Linked DNA regions of Mus musculus: all the other regions are linked to region 3. The links are chromatin contacts, called in public promoter capture Hi-C maps. All regions are on one chromosome and are shown on one strand. The core of a region is the stretch at or near the end of the contact, and the rest is flanking DNA. Distances in the headings are between cores, read along the strand shown. Region 1 holds the start of Ccdc28b (coiled coil domain containing 28B). Region 2 holds the start of Ptp4a2 (protein tyrosine phosphatase 4a2). Region 3 holds the start of Gmeb1 (glucocorticoid modulatory element binding protein 1). Region 4 holds the start of Pef1 (penta-EF hand domain containing 1).

Region 1 (3,702 bases), core at 800-3,299, 2.6 Mb before region 3:
GACTTGGCGGGAACTCACTGTGTAGTCCAAGCTGTTCTCAGAGAGATGCACCAGCCTCTGCCACCCAATGCTAGGATTAAAGGCATGTGCCACCGCACCTGGCCACCAAAATTCTTAACATTGGTTTTGTTTTGTTTTTGTTGAGGTAGGGTCTCTTCTAACCCAGGCTAACTTCAAACTCTCTATGTAGCCAATGATCTGTGAACTCCTGATCCTGCACCTCTGCCACCCAAGGGCTGGGATGATGGCCCTGCACTACCACTTGCAGCCAGACTTCCATTATTTAAAAAGAACTGAGCAGAGAACTTAAATGGGCGAGGGAGAAAGCACAGTGGGAGAGCACTTGCCCAGTATCAGTATCTTGAGGTCAATCTCCCAGCGTGGTGACCAAAATACAATGAATTTAAAAGGAAGGAATCGTCCTCCCTGGTGTTTATCCCTACACTCCTGGGGCCCTTCCATCAGTGTCTTGGTTCTCATGGCATTCTCAGTCTTGATTATCACCTCCCCTCATCAGTGTCTAGCAGCTTCCTCTCACAGTCACACTCACTCACTCCCTCCTCAGAGCTAGAGCCAGTGGTCTCTATGTACCTGAGGACACGTCGGGTCTACATCCCCAGTGAATGGGTAAGGCATTGGCTGCTGTTCAGCAGCGATGTCGATGTCTGCAGGTCCTCCTTACACAGTGCTCGGCTCACACCTGGGAGTCTCCAGTCTGGCCAAGAGCCCCTCCCTACTCACCTCTTGAACTTGGCTCGCTGCTTGGGTGATGGCAAATGAGGGAGTCCCAGAGCCAAGGAGCCACTGTGGCTGGTGGGCACAGGGACTCTGCGCAGTGTGCCTGGGGCCTGTGCTGGTTGGGTCAGGCAGGGCTTAGGACTCCGTTTCTTCTTTTTGTCTTCCATTGGGTGGTGTGTTGGACCTCAGGTCTGGGAAGGAAGGGGGCAAAATCATCCCTTCACTCAGCACCCTCTTTCGTCTGAGAGGAAGGGTCTTCAGATGTATCTTTGTCCATCAGTCAGGAGCTCTGTCCTCTTGTCTGTACAGGGTCATATGCCAGCCTGCTGCTGGACTGTAGCTATGCATCTGAAGGACCTCCCAAGGCCAGCAAAGCCCTTTTCTTCCTGACAGCCCCATCTGCCTGCTGGAGAGGGCTGGCCCAGACCAGGGTCATCTTGCTGTTTTCCTGTCACTACAGCCCAGAGCCTGGGGCTGTAGAGGAAGATGCTCAGGAGACAGGGTGGATGTGACTAGGGGAGCAAGCTGAGGATCAGGAGGCCATTTGCTAGGCAACGGTCTGTATATGGCAGCGGATACTGACTAACTGCATGAGGTGCAACCAAGGTAAGGCAGGGACACCTGGAAATACCCTGGTGTCAATCATATGGACCAGGAATAGCCGGCTCATCACTGGCCTCTCTTCCACTTCACTTCAACTACACATGCCAGGGCTGCCCAGAAGTTCCCAGGACAGCTTCTAGTCTCTTCTTTTTCTAGTTAGAAAGTCTTTAGGGGCTAGACCTCCAACAATGTAACTCTGACTTGATTAGCTTAGCTTGACTCCCCTACAGCCCCATCACCTAGGTATCTGGTCTGCTGAGGTCCTCTCCAGGGGAGGTCTCAGCTCCCTCACTTTACTTCCGAGAGGGCGATGGTCAAATCGGAACATTAAGCGTTTAAGCTGGCATGGAACAGCTGGGTGGCATCAGTGGGGCTCGGGGGTGGGGTGGGGGGTGGTGGTGGTGGGAGACAGAACTCTTTTTCTCTCCATGTAGCAGCAGTGTGACCCAGTAAGAGACCTGATGGAAGCGGCAGCCAGAGCGACTGTGATCCGCCTGAGATGTGCCTAAGGAAAGATTCAGTTCTCAATTCGGGCTTCAAAAAACAAGCATCAGGTGCGGCACCCCGCCCCCATCCTCCTCACTCCCTTCTCGCCCCCTTGGGGTTCTACTGACCTGGAAGTTTGGGGTCTGGAGTGTGAAACAGTGCTTCTTTGCAATCTCCCTTCACCCTGCTTTCTCTCTCCTCAGGGGAACTGGAGCTGGAGGGAGCTAAGCTGGCTGGAGATGATTTGCATTTAAAGAGAAAGTAGCCCTCTTTGGATTCCCTGGGAGCGGAGCCGGAGGAGAGTACTTCCGTCGATTTAACAGTTCCCCTTCCCTACCTCCCACAAGAACTAAAGGAGCACTGTTAGTTACGGGATATGGATTTAAAATCATTTCCTTTTCTTGTCACGTTTGGAGGGGATCCCTTACAAAATGGTGGTGGCTTTGTTTGCAGCAGGGGTGGTAGGGAAATGATGGGGCTAAATGAATGTGTGGGCAGAGGCAATATATAAGTATACGGGAAAATGAGGGGCGGACACCAGAAGGAACAAAGACAATCAGTACCCAGCACCCTGTTAAGCCTTTTATGTACATTCAATCCTGAGACATAACTGTTATCCCGATTTTACGGAAAATAATCAATTGTCACTCATTCCTGGGCACGGTCGCTGTCCTGTGACATCCAGATACTCCTAGCCTGTAAGCGCTGAAGAACTGACAGGGCCTCTCCCCACCTCCGAACCAGAGCAAATAGGATCCCAAGCAGGCTGGCAGGAGGTGGGGCGTGAGAGCTCCGGAAGGAGGCTGGCCCAGAACTGTTGGCGGTTGTGCTGCTGGAGGAGGGAGGTCCCACCAATGAGGCTATTTGAAGATCTGGCAGAGGAGTCTGGTTCAGATCTCCAGAACAGCATCCGATGCCACAGGAGAGGGTGTCAGGCTGCCCAGCAGGCTCAAATTAAAGCGACCTAGGCAACAAAGCATCCATCTTCCCTTTTCCTTTAGCAACAACAGTAGGTTTCCCTGGCTGTGGGCACCCAGAGGTGTTGCTTCTGGGATCTTTTCCAGGTGCTGTTAACATGCAAACTGCTCTAGGAAGCAACTCTAATCCAAGACTTCTAAACAACCAAGAACCGGAGGGAGGGGAGCACGCTGGAAGGTCCCTTTCCTCTCAGAATTGCTGCTGGAGCAGGGTGCCAGCTTCGTTCATCAAAGTGACAGTGGGCCCAGGAGCACCCGGGGTTGCCACCTTCAGCTGCTTCCCTGAGGAGCCAGAAGCTTTTGCGGAGCCACTTGCGCTTGCAAGCTCCTGATGCGGAGGCAGGAAAGGAATCCTCTCCACCCCTACTGGAGGACTTTTAGAATCAATTTGTCTACCGCTTCTGGCTAGAAGGAATCAAGGGACAGCCCCTATAAAGCTGAGCAGTTCCATCTTTTCTGCCCAACCAACCCAGAGACCTGGTGCTGGCTGAGGCCACCTACAGTGTCCCTTAGAGGAAACCAGCTGAATTAGGGAACTACTAAGGCCGCGCGCATGCGCATTTCCCCAGGAGGGCGAGAGCACAGACCCAGTAGCTTCCTACCCCTTACTCAGCTGTGTGAACACCTTCCTTCAATAGGTCCTCAAGGCCCTCTGGGTCTGCTCTGAACTCCTAAGGAACACCTAAACACAAACCTCATCTCTCCCCTCACCCTCCTGGGCACCTGTCTCACTAGTCTGCTTCTGCCTTTGGGTTAAAGGCATGTTCTCCCACACTAGGTTCAACTGAGTATTGGATGAGGTCATGACTTGTCTGTCCTTCTCAGGACTTCTGCTTTAAAGCTTTGTTTCCTCTCAGTAGCTACGTTTTTTTTTAAAAATTACATGTATTATATGAGC
Region 2 (3,570 bases), core at 856-3,355, 2.4 Mb before region 3:
CCCGGCTGAGAGCCAGGCGGTGGGAAATTCATTCCTTCAGCTATCTACTCATTTGCCCTAGTAGACCGGTCCTGCAGAGGAGAATCATGAAAACAGGCATTTATAGCATGTTGTACATACTATGGTAGGATGTGCATAATAAGGTGTTTTGAAGCCATAAATGAAGCATCCATAACCAGGAAATGCAGCCAAAGTTCTGCTGGGTGGTTAGTTCTTCCTCTCCAGTCTGTCCTTGGAGAGACGCTGCCTGAAGAAAGGCTGGGAGAATAATGCAGGCAACCCTTGCGCAGCCTTCACACCCTCTGCCAGGGGCCTTGATTCTAATCTCTAGACTCTCTTGCTCCTCAAGGCCTTTTAACTCCCACACAGCAAGGCCACACAGACTTGCCCTAAAATACCCCATCCTCCTGAGTTCTGCGCTGTGGCTGTAGGAGGCTGAGTCATTAGATCTTTCTTTTTAAAACTAAGTTCTAAAGGGCAGCTTCTGGTGAGGAGCGATGCTCCAGGACTGCCTCGTGGGAAAGGGCTAATGACCACTGACCACTGCATTTCCTCACAGGGCAAGGGCAGGATGAACACACTGGGGAGCGATAGCTCCAGGGGCATTCTCATTTCCTTGTAAGTGTCAATCCTGGGTGGGCGAGGGTTCCGTGCGGGATAGTGAGTATACACTTTTCTGCCCACTCCCATCTTGGGGAAATCTAACCCACTTCTCAGGCCAGCCTCCAGAGCCTTTTCCTGTTCCACTTGGCAATAGCCCAAACCAGCCTCCCAACTCACCGGGTAACCACATTTTCCAAACAAGAAATCAAGATGCATGAACTGGCTTATAACTTCTGGCCAGGTTTCAAAAGCAAAAGGCAAACAAAAACAAAACAAAACAACACAACACAAAAAACCTCCTTCCATTAGAGAATCTCTAAGATAATCTTCAAAACTGTTAAAATCCAACTCAAACTTTTTTTTTTTTTTGAGGCTCCCAAGAGTTGAATTTAGGGCCTCACATGCAAGGCAAGCTTTTCCCAGAGTTCTATTCCCAGTTCCAATTCTAGAGGTGCTTTCTTTCTGTAGACCAGGCTGGCCTTGAACTGGGTTTAAAGGCATAGGCCACCACCGCCAGACTTTTTTTTTTAATCACGCCCATTCTTCATACTTTATTTAAGTATTGAAGAGTATCTGTGCTGTGAAGACAGTATTCCGCTTAATAGTTGAGAATACCTAGGAAAAAACTTTTTCCTTAATTCTGCATTTCCGTATCTAAAGAGTCTGTGTGTTGCTTGCCCGATAGAGGTCTGGGGAGCAGGGCAGAGAGACTTCGCAGAGATGTTCGAGGCCTCCAGGAAGGACAGCCAAGTATAAGGTACTCGGTTCCCCACTTCTGAGCTGGAAATCCCCGAGCTCAGGCCCCGGTTGCCGCCCAGTCCCAGTCCCAGACCCAGCGGGATCTGGCTCGAGGCGCCTCCCGGGATCCGGAATCCGCCCGCGACCTTGCGGGTCACTGGGTGGCCAGAGGCGCTAACTTAGACCCAGGTGCGGATGGGCGAGTCGCAGAGTGGGCGGGCGCTTCCCTCAGCCACGTTCGTCACCCCGCTACCCCCACCCCGCGCCGGTCACATGTATACGCCTTCCGTCGCCCCCAGTGCCGAGCGCAGCAAGCCACGCGGAGGCGGAGCGCGGGAGGCGCCCAGGGCAGTGGGTCAAAGCTCTGTAGGCAGAGTGGGTGGGGCCAACCGCCGCGAGCCGCCGGCAGCCAATCATCGGTTCCGAGGGCGTGGCTGCGCCGCGCGCGCCGCGCCCCGCAGCGCCCCCTGAGGGGCGGCGGCGGGAGCTGGTCCGGCTGCGCGCGCAGCGGTGGTGGCGGCGGCGCGATCGGCCGGGCTGTAACCGTCGTTCGTCCGGGAGCGGCTGGAGCGGCAGCAGCGGCCGGGCACGGCGCGAGGCGACGCCAGCGGGCAGCGGCGGTAGCGGGGGCAGCGGCGGCAGCGGGGGGGGAACACAGCGGCGGTCGCGGCAGCAACAGTAGCAGCAGCAAGACGGACTCGTGGACACGCGCCGCCGCCGCCGCCGCCGGGCCGGGCCGGGTGTCGCGCGCCGAGGCTGGGGGGGAGTCGTCGCCGCCGCCGCCGCCGCTCCCGCCGCCGCCGCCGCCGCCGAGGTGACTGAGGAGAGAGGCGCCTCCTCGCTCCCGCCTCCGCCGGCCTTCAATGCCCAGTCCCCAGCTTGCCAGCGTGAGTGCGCCCCTCCCGGGCGGCCCCGCGCGGCGCCCGGGCCTCGGGCAGGGGAGGGCGGGAGGCGCCGCTGCCATTAGAGCAGGCCCGAGACACGTCCCCGGAAGGAGGGCCGGGCCGGGCCAGGGGCGGGGAGCGCGGCTCGAGGTGGGGTGAGCGAGCGAGAGAGCGAGAGAGCGTAGAAGAATGCGGGAGAAGGTGCGTGTGCGGGCAGCATGTGTCCTTGTGGGGGCGAAGGTGTGGTGAGAGCGAGTGGGGACGAGGAGGAGCGTGGCGGACTAGGTGGTGTGCAGGGGTGCGCCTGCGTTTGTCCGGCGCGTGAGCACAGGCATCCTGGAGGCCCCTTGGTCTTTGTGTTGATAGGGAACCCTTCGCGTCCAGGGACTTAATTCACTCAAGCGTGGGATCCCTGAGTTGCAGTCAAGTAAGAGAAAAGGGTCTGAGTCTCCCGTGACGCTGATCTCTGGCGTTCTTTCCCCTTTTCGTAAAAATGTATTGTAAATTTATGAATTTCCAGAGATGTCTTTGCCATCCTCCCCACCCCCATTTCCCAGCGCTAACCATCCAAGCTTGACTCTTGTCCCGGAGTCTGAGTTTTAGCCGGTAAAGTATTCGGAAGCGTAAACTTTTTTTTTTTTGGCAAATGCTCAGTGTTGAGGTCAAGGCTATTTAATGAGGTAAGCCGCGGTATCTTTTATCTGTGACTCTCTCGTATCCTTCTGCAGAAAAGCGCCTAAGAAACGGTCATAAATATCGATAAAGTGCCATAGTTTAGTTTCTGCCCTTGGATTTGTCACGAAGTATAAAGTGACTAATCTAGCGTCATTGTAGGCATTCAGCAAATGTTTCAGTTTGGAGTCGCTATTGCTGGATTAGTATATGGTATTTACTTGCTTCCCCGCTCTGTGTTACTGAGCTGTTTCAGACAGGAAGTGAGAGAAGTTGAGCCTTGTTAGTGTGCAAGAGGAAACTAAGACTATAGAAGAACTCACATTATCAGAGCTTCGTTTTTTGATCCTGACACTCTTAGTTTTGGATCGGATGATCGGAAAGAATTGTTAATGGACTTTTTCTATGGGGGATGCAGAAGAAGTTCTTTTGTTTCATTTGTTTTATTGGACTTTTAGAAGTTCCAAATAGGTTCTTGATTTGGTATCATCTCAAATGCTTCATAACAGGTTGGCTTTGAACTCTGATCTTCCTGCCTCAAGTCTCTCCCAAGTGTTAAAGGTATAGGTATATAAGTAGGCTGAGTTGGGGATTTGAGATGAACTGTTGATAAAGATTTTCTGTTTAATGATGTAATCATAGAAGGTAATTGGAAATAAGTGAGTAAAACTGA
Region 3 (4,030 bases), core at 1,387-3,886:
CTCCATAAAATCCTCCAGCCTCTACCCACCTGCACACCATGGCACAGGCACCCCTCCCAACATTATGCATATAGCATTATAAACTTAAGAATATTTAAAGTGAGCAGGAACAAGGCATAGCAGCACTCTGGGGGTAGAAGCAGAAGTGTTAGGGATTCAAGGTCATCTTCAGTTACATAAGAAGGCTGAGACTATACAAAACCTTTGTTTAAAATAAAAACAAAAACAAAAAAAGGAGATGGGTGCCTGCCTGCAAGATGGCTCAGAAGGTAAAGACAGGCTATTGTTATGGAGCATAAAAACCTGAGTTTGATCTGAAGGACACAGGCAGTGGAAGGAGAGACTCAAATCCTGTGTTGTCCTCTGACCTCCACAAGTATACCAGCAAGGCAGGCAGGCAGGCAGACACACCAATATACACACACAGACAGTGACAGGAACATATACATTTTTGCTGTTGTTTTGAGACACAGGCTGGAACATGCAATGTAGTTGGCCTCAGACTAGGATATCTGCCTGCTGCTGCTTTACAAGTGAGTGAGGACAGGAAGAACAGCGTGTGCCACCGTGCCAGGTAATAAATCTAAATTTAAAATCTTAGCCCAGGAGAGGCAGAAGCAGAAAGATATGCAAGTGTAAAGTCGGTCTGGTCTACACGGCAAGTGCCAGTCAAACCAGAGCTACAGAGAAAGATGCCAAGAAAATAAAAAGAAAGAAAAGAAAAGAAAAGCAAGCACGTGCTTGGTATGATCATCTCCCATCTACAAGCACGAACCTGGGCATCTGAGGCAAGACTACCATAAGTTCAAAGCCAGCCAGGGCTACATAGTGAGCCCCGGTGTCAAATAACTAACATACAGAGCAGCCTGGCATATTTTGGAGGCAGAGGCAGGTGAAATCTCTTTTGAGTTTGACACCAGCCAAACTAAAAGGAGACTTTATCTCAAAAAGAAACAAACAAAAGCCAGGCAATGATGGCATATGCCCTTAATCCCAGCGCTCGTAAGGCAGAGGCAGGTAAATCTCTTGAGTGCAAGGCCAGTAAGGACTACAGAGATACCCTGTCTCAAATACCTAAACAATTGGAGGCCAGTTCCAAAACAGCCAGAGCCACACAGAGAAACCCAGTCTCAAATAAATAGCCAAAACCAACAACAAGTCTCCAATTTGCAACTTTATTACTTAAGCACAAAACTCACTAAGTCCACCGTATGCACTTGGTTGTTCAGCCAAAGTGAACTCAGATATAATGAACCCAAGGTCATTTCACTCTGCAGGAAGTATCCAGAGGAAGTGAAGTTCTATATAAATCACAGATTGGATGGAGACTCCTATATAGGTGTTTGAAGGAATCAAGGAATACGTTTTTAAAAGTCACCCCTCTAAGAGTGTAAGAAATCAAAACAGGGCCCAAACTAACCCAACAAAGCTCAAATACACCTACTCAATGAACTTAAGTATAAAAGAAAAACAAGTTATTATATGGTTGAAAAATTAGAAGCGTTAGGCCCAAGCTCTTATGAAAACGTTCCATAATACTAGCCAAGGAAAGGGGGCTGGGCAGATGGCAAGAGTGTACAGATGTGGAGAAAACCCCTACTTCCTGGTTCTCCTAGAGTCAGTAACAGGTCGCATTTTGAGAGCTCAGGGTTTCCTTGCTCCTTGGACAGCCAGGTCAAGACCCTCGGGTAAGATTCTGCCCACATTTCTCTTGCCTCTCAAACCGAGGACACCTGGCCAATTCCCTGTCATTTCTGAAAGCAAGGGGTACCCTCTTCCCAGCAAGTACCTTCTCACTAACCCCATAACCTTAGGCTTCCCTCGTCTCCTGACGCAGGAAACCACCCTACTCTCCACCTAGCCACCGGAGGCCCTCCACTCTGAAGCCCTCACGGGGACCCTTCTCCTTCTTACTGCCCTTCATCTTGGGAAGGACGCTGCCTCCTCTCCTAAGCCCTCCAAAGGACCTTCCTCCTCCTCCTCCTCCTCCTCCTCCTCTCCAGGTCTGGTGGCCCAGGCCTCTCCCCTCGGGCGAAGGCTTGACCCTATTCCCTGCACCCCACCCCCACCCCAGCACGCCGCCCTCTCCCCCGACCCGGCCCGACCCAGGCCTGACCCAGCTCCTCCGCGCAAGGCCCAAGCTCCCAAACCCCGTATTTTTGGGGTGGGGAGGGATTCCCCTGGCCCCTCCGCGAGGACTTCCGGGCCCCTCGGTCCGGGGGCGCCGAGCCTTCCCCACCCCCCCAACCCCCGCCCAGTACGGGGTTCGTAGGACCCGGAGCCTAGGCCCGGCCGGCCACGCTGGGGGCGGCCCGGCGGCTCGGGCGGACCCAGCGGCAGCGTCCCCCCACCCCCCCCGCGGCGCCGCGACGTCCGCTCGCTCCCCGGCGGCGGCGGCGGCACGCACAGGGCGTGGGGAGGCGCCCGCGGAGGCAGCAGCCCCCCGCCCCCTGCGCGCCCGCCCGCCCTCGCCCTCGCCCTCGCCGTCGCCGTCGCCGGCCGCCGCGCGGCCCCCGCGCCCGCCCCCCCCCGCCCCCAGCCCTCGCCGCGCCGCGCGCCCACCCCTCCCCCTCCTCACCGTCTCCGTCGGGCGGGCGGGCGGGCGGCGAGCGGCCAGGGCGGGCGGGCGACGGAGCATGCGCACAAAGCCGCCACGGCGGCCGCCGCCACCGCCGCCGCCAAGCCGGGCTCCAGCACTTCCGGCCGCCGCGGCGGGCGAGCCGGCGCCTTAAAGGGGACGCGTCCTTATTGCGGGCCGCGCAGGGGATACACCTCCCCCCTCAGCCTAGCGATTTAGGGGAGCCTGAGAGCTTAGGCCTTCGGTCCTAGAAAGGCAGTGTTGGAGAAGTCGCGGGAGGCCCCAGGGGACTGAATAAGGTTTAGATGCAGAGGTCATCTCGCCCTGACTCTTGTGGAGGACTAGGGCTTTTCTTTCTCCAAATCCTCTTTATTGACGCTTACAATTTATCAGGATTTCAGGTTACCAATGTGGAATGAAAAGATGCTGCTGAGCATAGATAGTAACCCCTTCCCGCGTCCAAACCATGGCTCTTTGCGCAGGTTTTCCTGCTTGTCCGGGTTCGGAGTTCAAATTTGAACTTCCTTGGAACCGGTACAACAACTGTGCAGTGACTTGACAACTCTAAGCCACCTATTTCCCGAAAGGTACATGTCGTTCATGTACAATGAAATGATACTTGAAAAGTACTTGGGCAAGTTTCTGAGGCCGGGGAATAGTAACTGACAAGCTTTAAGGCAATGTGGTCAGGCCTTGGGGTTAGATGCTTTTGGTTTATAAATTCCTCAGAGCCACCTTACTCTTTCATTCTCATCTTTGAAAGTTAAACAGGAACGTCGGCACGTGCTGGTGGTACACGCTTTTAATTCCACAATTCCTGTCTAGCCTGGTCTACATAGTGGGTTCTAGGCCAGCTGTGGCTACATAATGAGACCTTGTCTCAAAAAAAAAAAGCAAGCCAAACGTAGAGATGAGGGGTGTGAGGAGGGAAGTAGGTCGGTAGGTAGAACACGTGCAGAAGACCCACAAGGGTTATTTCCCATCTTTCTTCCTATAGACATTGTGTTGTATCTGTCTTCTTTGCTTCCAAAGGGCAGGTTGTGGGCTGTGTGTGTGTGTGTGTGTAGAGATGGCACGTTGGGTGCAGGCTCCTGACCACCTGAGTTCCACCACTCGAACCTACATAGTGATTTTTTTTTTTTTTTTTTTTTTAATTGAGACAGGGTTTTCTGTGTAGCCCTGGCTGTCCTGGAATTCACTTTGTAGACCAGGCTGGTCTCGAACTCAGAAATCCGCCTGCCTTTGCCTCCCAAGTGCTGGGATTAAAGGAGTATGCCACCACTCTAAATGTGATTTTTAAAAAAGATATATAAGTGTGTGAGAGCGGGTTTTTTTTTTTTAAGATTTATTATATGTAAGTACACTGTTGTCTTCAGACACTCCAGAAGAGGGCATCAGATATTGTTACAGATGCTTGTGAGCCACCATGTGGTTGCTGGAATTTGAACTCAG
Region 4 (3,975 bases), core at 7-2,506, 2.2 Mb before region 3:
TTTCCTAAGTTGTATTCCAGAAAACTGTGACTCAGAGAGGTTAAATGACTTCTTCAAGATCACACAGCTAGAAACTGTTTAAAAAAGAAAACGAACAACAGGATCTGCTCACTAACGCCAGTGCTGAGGGGGAAGCTGAGCAAAGAAATAAGCCAGCGGGGCGCTGGTGGGTAAGGCTGGGCCAGATCACGAAGGAACTGGATCACCAGACTTGTCTTCCTCTGCAGGTAAGGATGAGGACCGTGCTTTGCAGACTGTCCTATGGCCAGTACCACGATCAGCAGTGGGACTGTGGAAAGTGCCTGGCTAGATTGAAAGCTCAGGACTTTTTATTTAAAAAGTATAGTGTTGGCACTGTAGATACTGGGGATACAATTATAAGCAAATCAAACACAATTCTTGTCCACATGAGAGTTTTTGTTGTTGCTGCTGCTGCTGTTGTTGTTTGAGACAGAGCCTCATTATGCAGCCATGGCTAGACTGGAACTGTCTATGTATGTATGCTTGCTTCTGCCTGCTGAGACTAAAGGCATGTGCCACCAGGCCCGGCCACGTGGGAATGTAACTAATCAAATAAACATGCAACCAAGTTTAGAACCTAAACCCCAAGAGCCAAGTACAGGAAAGTTGGTAACTTAGGAACTGTGATTTGACCTACAGAGGGAATAAAACCTCCTTGTTGAGACCTAGTCATCTACTGACACTAGTTCTAGGCCGTACTTTGCTGAGGAACTCACTGTGAGTTTAGGTAACTAAGTCATTGCCTTTCTGAGCCTCAGTTTCCCCATACATAAAGATAGGAGCACCGTGACATCTTAATTTTCCTTCTCTTCTGGCGGTCTGACCTTTCTCCACTGTCCACGGGTCTGTTTAGTACCCACGTTCTAAATGGCACCTGCATTCCAGGAAAGGCTTAAGTTCTCAGTAGCCATGGCAACCGCCTGGGCGTTAGAAGTAAAGTGATCACGACAGTGACGTAACTAATATGCGTCAGGTTATAATATGGCCTTGCCAGGTTATAATATGGCCACCACAGAAACAACTGACCAAGTCTCCCCATTAGATAACTACAGCTGGCCAGGCCCGAGGTCCGCTGCAGGTCACGAAAAATAAAAACAAACGAGCCACTACGGTCAACAACACTTCCGGACACTCCTACCCAGCCCTCTGTAAGGTACCAGCTCACCGCCTGTGACTTCCGTTTGTTGACCGGAAGATTGACAGCCTGTCCGTCCAATCACAATCGGACCCGCCCCAAAATCCAACCAGGAGCGGCATTGGGAGCAGGAAACTCCGCCTACCACAGTTGTGTGACGTCATAACCGCCATGGCCAGCTATCCAAACGGACAGGTGAGTTGTAGTGGCCCCTGCGTCAATATTTGGGCTTGTCTATAGATCCGGTACCACTCTCCATCCTCGGCTCTTTCTCCCCACTTGATCCGCAGCCTTTTCACGCAGAGGTTTACTTCAACAAGACTCTGTGTGAGCGAGAAACAGGAGGGCCAGTCCGTCGCGCTCGTTTTACGTCACATAGGACCACTCGAGGGGTTGTTTATATTGCGCAAAACTGGCTTTGGGGGTTTTGCTGTGAATTGATCCGGGCTGAACCGGACCAGGGTGCTTAACTCAGGTCTCCGTGGGGCGGAGTCCTCTGTGCTCTCGAGGCGTTTAGAGCTCTTTTTCCCTTGGAGTCTTTCTGGGCGTAACTTGATAAAAACAAGTTGCCCGACTCTCTCAGCACCGTCCTGCGACCGAATAATCTCGGGACAATCAGTGGTAGGAGGTACCAGAAGTGAGATTACACCCCTCACGGTTGTCCAGCGTCCTTTCACACGTAGGAAAAGTGAAACCCAGAGAAGATATGGAGTTTATCTAAGTTACCAAGTAGTTAGGCAGCAGAGCCAAGGTCAGAACTTGGGTTGTCTGCAACTGCTTCTTCCTTCCTTTCTAGCCTGCCTTGAACCAGCCGGGAACATCATTTCAGTGTGATTTATTTTGTGGCCAGAATTAGGTGACATAGAGGTGCCAAATGCAGTTTTGAGTTAAAAGTGGAGCCAGATCTTTGCCGCATTAGTTTTAAGTCTTTTTTTTTTTTTTTTTTTTTTCCTGATCCAGTTTCCTCTCATAAAATGGACCAAGTAGTAAGAGTCCACCCCTCACAGAGTTATTAGGAAGAACGATGTGATTCCTGTAGGCATATGCTATGCTATACGGTAAAGTGTAACATCACTTTGTAGGAGTTTTCAAAGCAGGCCCCTCACTTCGAAATAATTTGGACAAAATAATCGTCCTGATCACAGAGTAGTTTAAGAGATTAGTCTCATGTATGGAAAGTGGAATGCAAAGTCAAATGGGTTATTACCAAGCTTTGATTGGCCATAGTCACAGACTAAAAGATATTTAAAGGCCTATGTGGTTTATATAGCATTTCTTACATTTACTTTGTGTGTGTGTTGGGGGTGGGGAGAGGGCGGCTACACATGTGCACATGCACAGGAATTATTTTTTTCTCTATCATGTGGGTCTTGGGGATCAACCTTCTTGGGCCTTTCAGCAAGCCCCTTTACCCACTGAGTCATCTTGCTGGCTCCCACACAGCAGTTGGGCCCCCATTGTGCCCATATGAAGACCCTGTAAGCATGCAGGGCTTATTATTTTGACTTATAGCTGAGGAGCAAACCCAGAGAGGCTTAGAGGTCTCACATAGCTGGTGAGGGTGAGGCCAGGGTTAGAGCTTTGAATTCCACTTATTGCATACTTGGCAGAAGTGAGTAGAGGCCAGTGTGGGCTCCAAGTAGGAAGAACTACCACAGCCTGGCTTCCCAGACTCCGCCCCACTTGCTGGGTTTTGTGAGATGTTAATGGGTGCTCTTGATAGAGGATCCTGTGGTTAAGCAAGCTTGGGAACTGCTCTGTTAATACAGCGTGGTAATGCTCACTGCAAATCTCCCAGAAAGTCATAGAATGCGTCATAGTCCTAAAAACTTTCTTAACCAGGGACCACCCTACCCCATCTGTTTTGAATTACGTCTGCTCATTGTTTTGTGACAAGCTGGTGTTCCACGGGAGCTCAGGTTGGGAAAGCATTCCCATAGTACATATTTTTAGTGGCTGGTTTGTATCAGAATTACCTGAGAGCTTGTTTAAAGGACAGATTTGGGCCCCATCTAAGACCTGCTCTAAGCTTAGATGGCACAGATCCCACCCCCAAATTGTGAGGGGTGTGTGTGTATTTACCTGTGTGGGGACAGTAAACATCTGTAAACCAAAAGTTGACAATTGAGTGGCTGCCTCAGTTCTCAGTTGTTCCCCAACTTATTTTTTGAGGCCATCTCTCAATGAACAGGGAACTCACTGAGCCAGATTATCTAGCCAGTGAGGGATCTTCATTGCCTCTGCCTCCCCGGGCATACTTTGTCCTACCTGGCTGAGGATCCGTGCAAGTAGGTTGTCTTGCTTTCATGGCACACAGTATACCAGTAGAGTGATCCTCCTAGCCCCAGTAATCTACGTCTTAATACGTGTTAGGAATGATTTGTATACACTCTAGAAGCAGTGTCCTGGGCAAGAATCCAGCTCTACCCACTTAAATGTTATATGCCCTTGGCTACATCATGTAATGGCTCGGGGCTTTAATTCTCTTACCACAGAAAGGGAGGAATAGGGCCTGTGGAAAGGGTGCGAGAAGGGTGGGATGCTGCACAGCCTGTAGGGAGCTCTGCAGTCACGGGTGCACAGGGTGTGGCGTGGCGGTGACACTCCCTGCCATTGCCGTGACGGTTACTTTGCCAGGCTGCCTGGGCTTCTGTTGAGGGCAGAATACTGAAAGGGAGCACTAGAAGGAAATGTCTGGAATAGAAGAAGAAATATAGCTTTTATTCCCACCTTAGAGTTGTCCGCCTCCTCATCCCAGGTGTTCTAAGAAAGGAAAACTGCTTGTTTGAAGTCATGCAGAGGCGCAGGCAGTGCTGCCT

What was found. Promoter capture Hi-C pulls out the DNA fragments that hold promoters and counts their contacts.
Region 1: a promoter capture Hi-C map of liver shows a contact between it and region 3, with 5 times the contacts expected there. The contact joins the promoter of Ccdc28b here to the promoter of Gmeb1 in region 3. A contact is called at or near these places in 2 of 39 promoter capture datasets (liver and pre-B cells) and 1 of 9 other capture datasets (liver).
Region 2: a promoter capture Hi-C map of liver shows a contact between it and region 3, with 2.4 times the contacts expected there. The contact joins the promoter of Ptp4a2 here to the promoter of Gmeb1 in region 3. A contact is called at or near these places in 3 of 39 promoter capture datasets (liver and pre-B cells).
Region 4: a promoter capture Hi-C map of liver shows a contact between it and region 3, with 2.9 times the contacts expected there. The contact joins the promoter of Pef1 here to the promoter of Gmeb1 in region 3.

Annotation. Positions count from the first base shown.
Region 1 is chr4:129,621,859-129,625,560 of GRCm38.p6, forward strand. Ccdc28b (coiled coil domain containing 28B) reads right to left here and starts at 2,050. Exons shown (of 6, transcript NM_025455.2): 1 at 1,956-2,050; 2 at 742-929. The coding sequence starts at 905. It overlaps Gm34305 (a long non-coding RNA gene), which reads left to right and starts at 928. Exons shown (of 4, transcript XR_376684.4): 1 at 928-1,344; 2 at 1,776-1,895; 3 at 2,031-3,702.
Region 2 is chr4:129,818,374-129,821,943 of GRCm38.p6, forward strand. Ptp4a2 (protein tyrosine phosphatase 4a2) reads left to right here and starts at 2,106. Exons shown (of 6, transcript NM_008974.4): 1 at 2,106-2,228.
Region 3 is chr4:132,258,913-132,262,942 of GRCm38.p6, forward strand. It overlaps Gmeb1 (glucocorticoid modulatory element binding protein 1), which reads right to left and starts at 2,637. Exons shown (of 10, transcript NM_020273.2): 1 at 2,579-2,637. Gm28874 (a long non-coding RNA gene) reads left to right here. Exons shown (of 2, transcript XR_390809.4): 1 at 1-1,688.
Region 4 is chr4:130,106,300-130,110,274 of GRCm38.p6, forward strand. It overlaps Pef1 (penta-EF hand domain containing 1), which reads left to right and starts at 1,257. Exons shown (of 5, transcript NM_026441.4): 1 at 1,257-1,351. The coding sequence starts at 1,328. It overlaps Gm40258 (a long non-coding RNA gene), which reads right to left and starts at 1,819. Exons shown (of 2, transcript XR_868200.3): 1 at 1,302-1,819.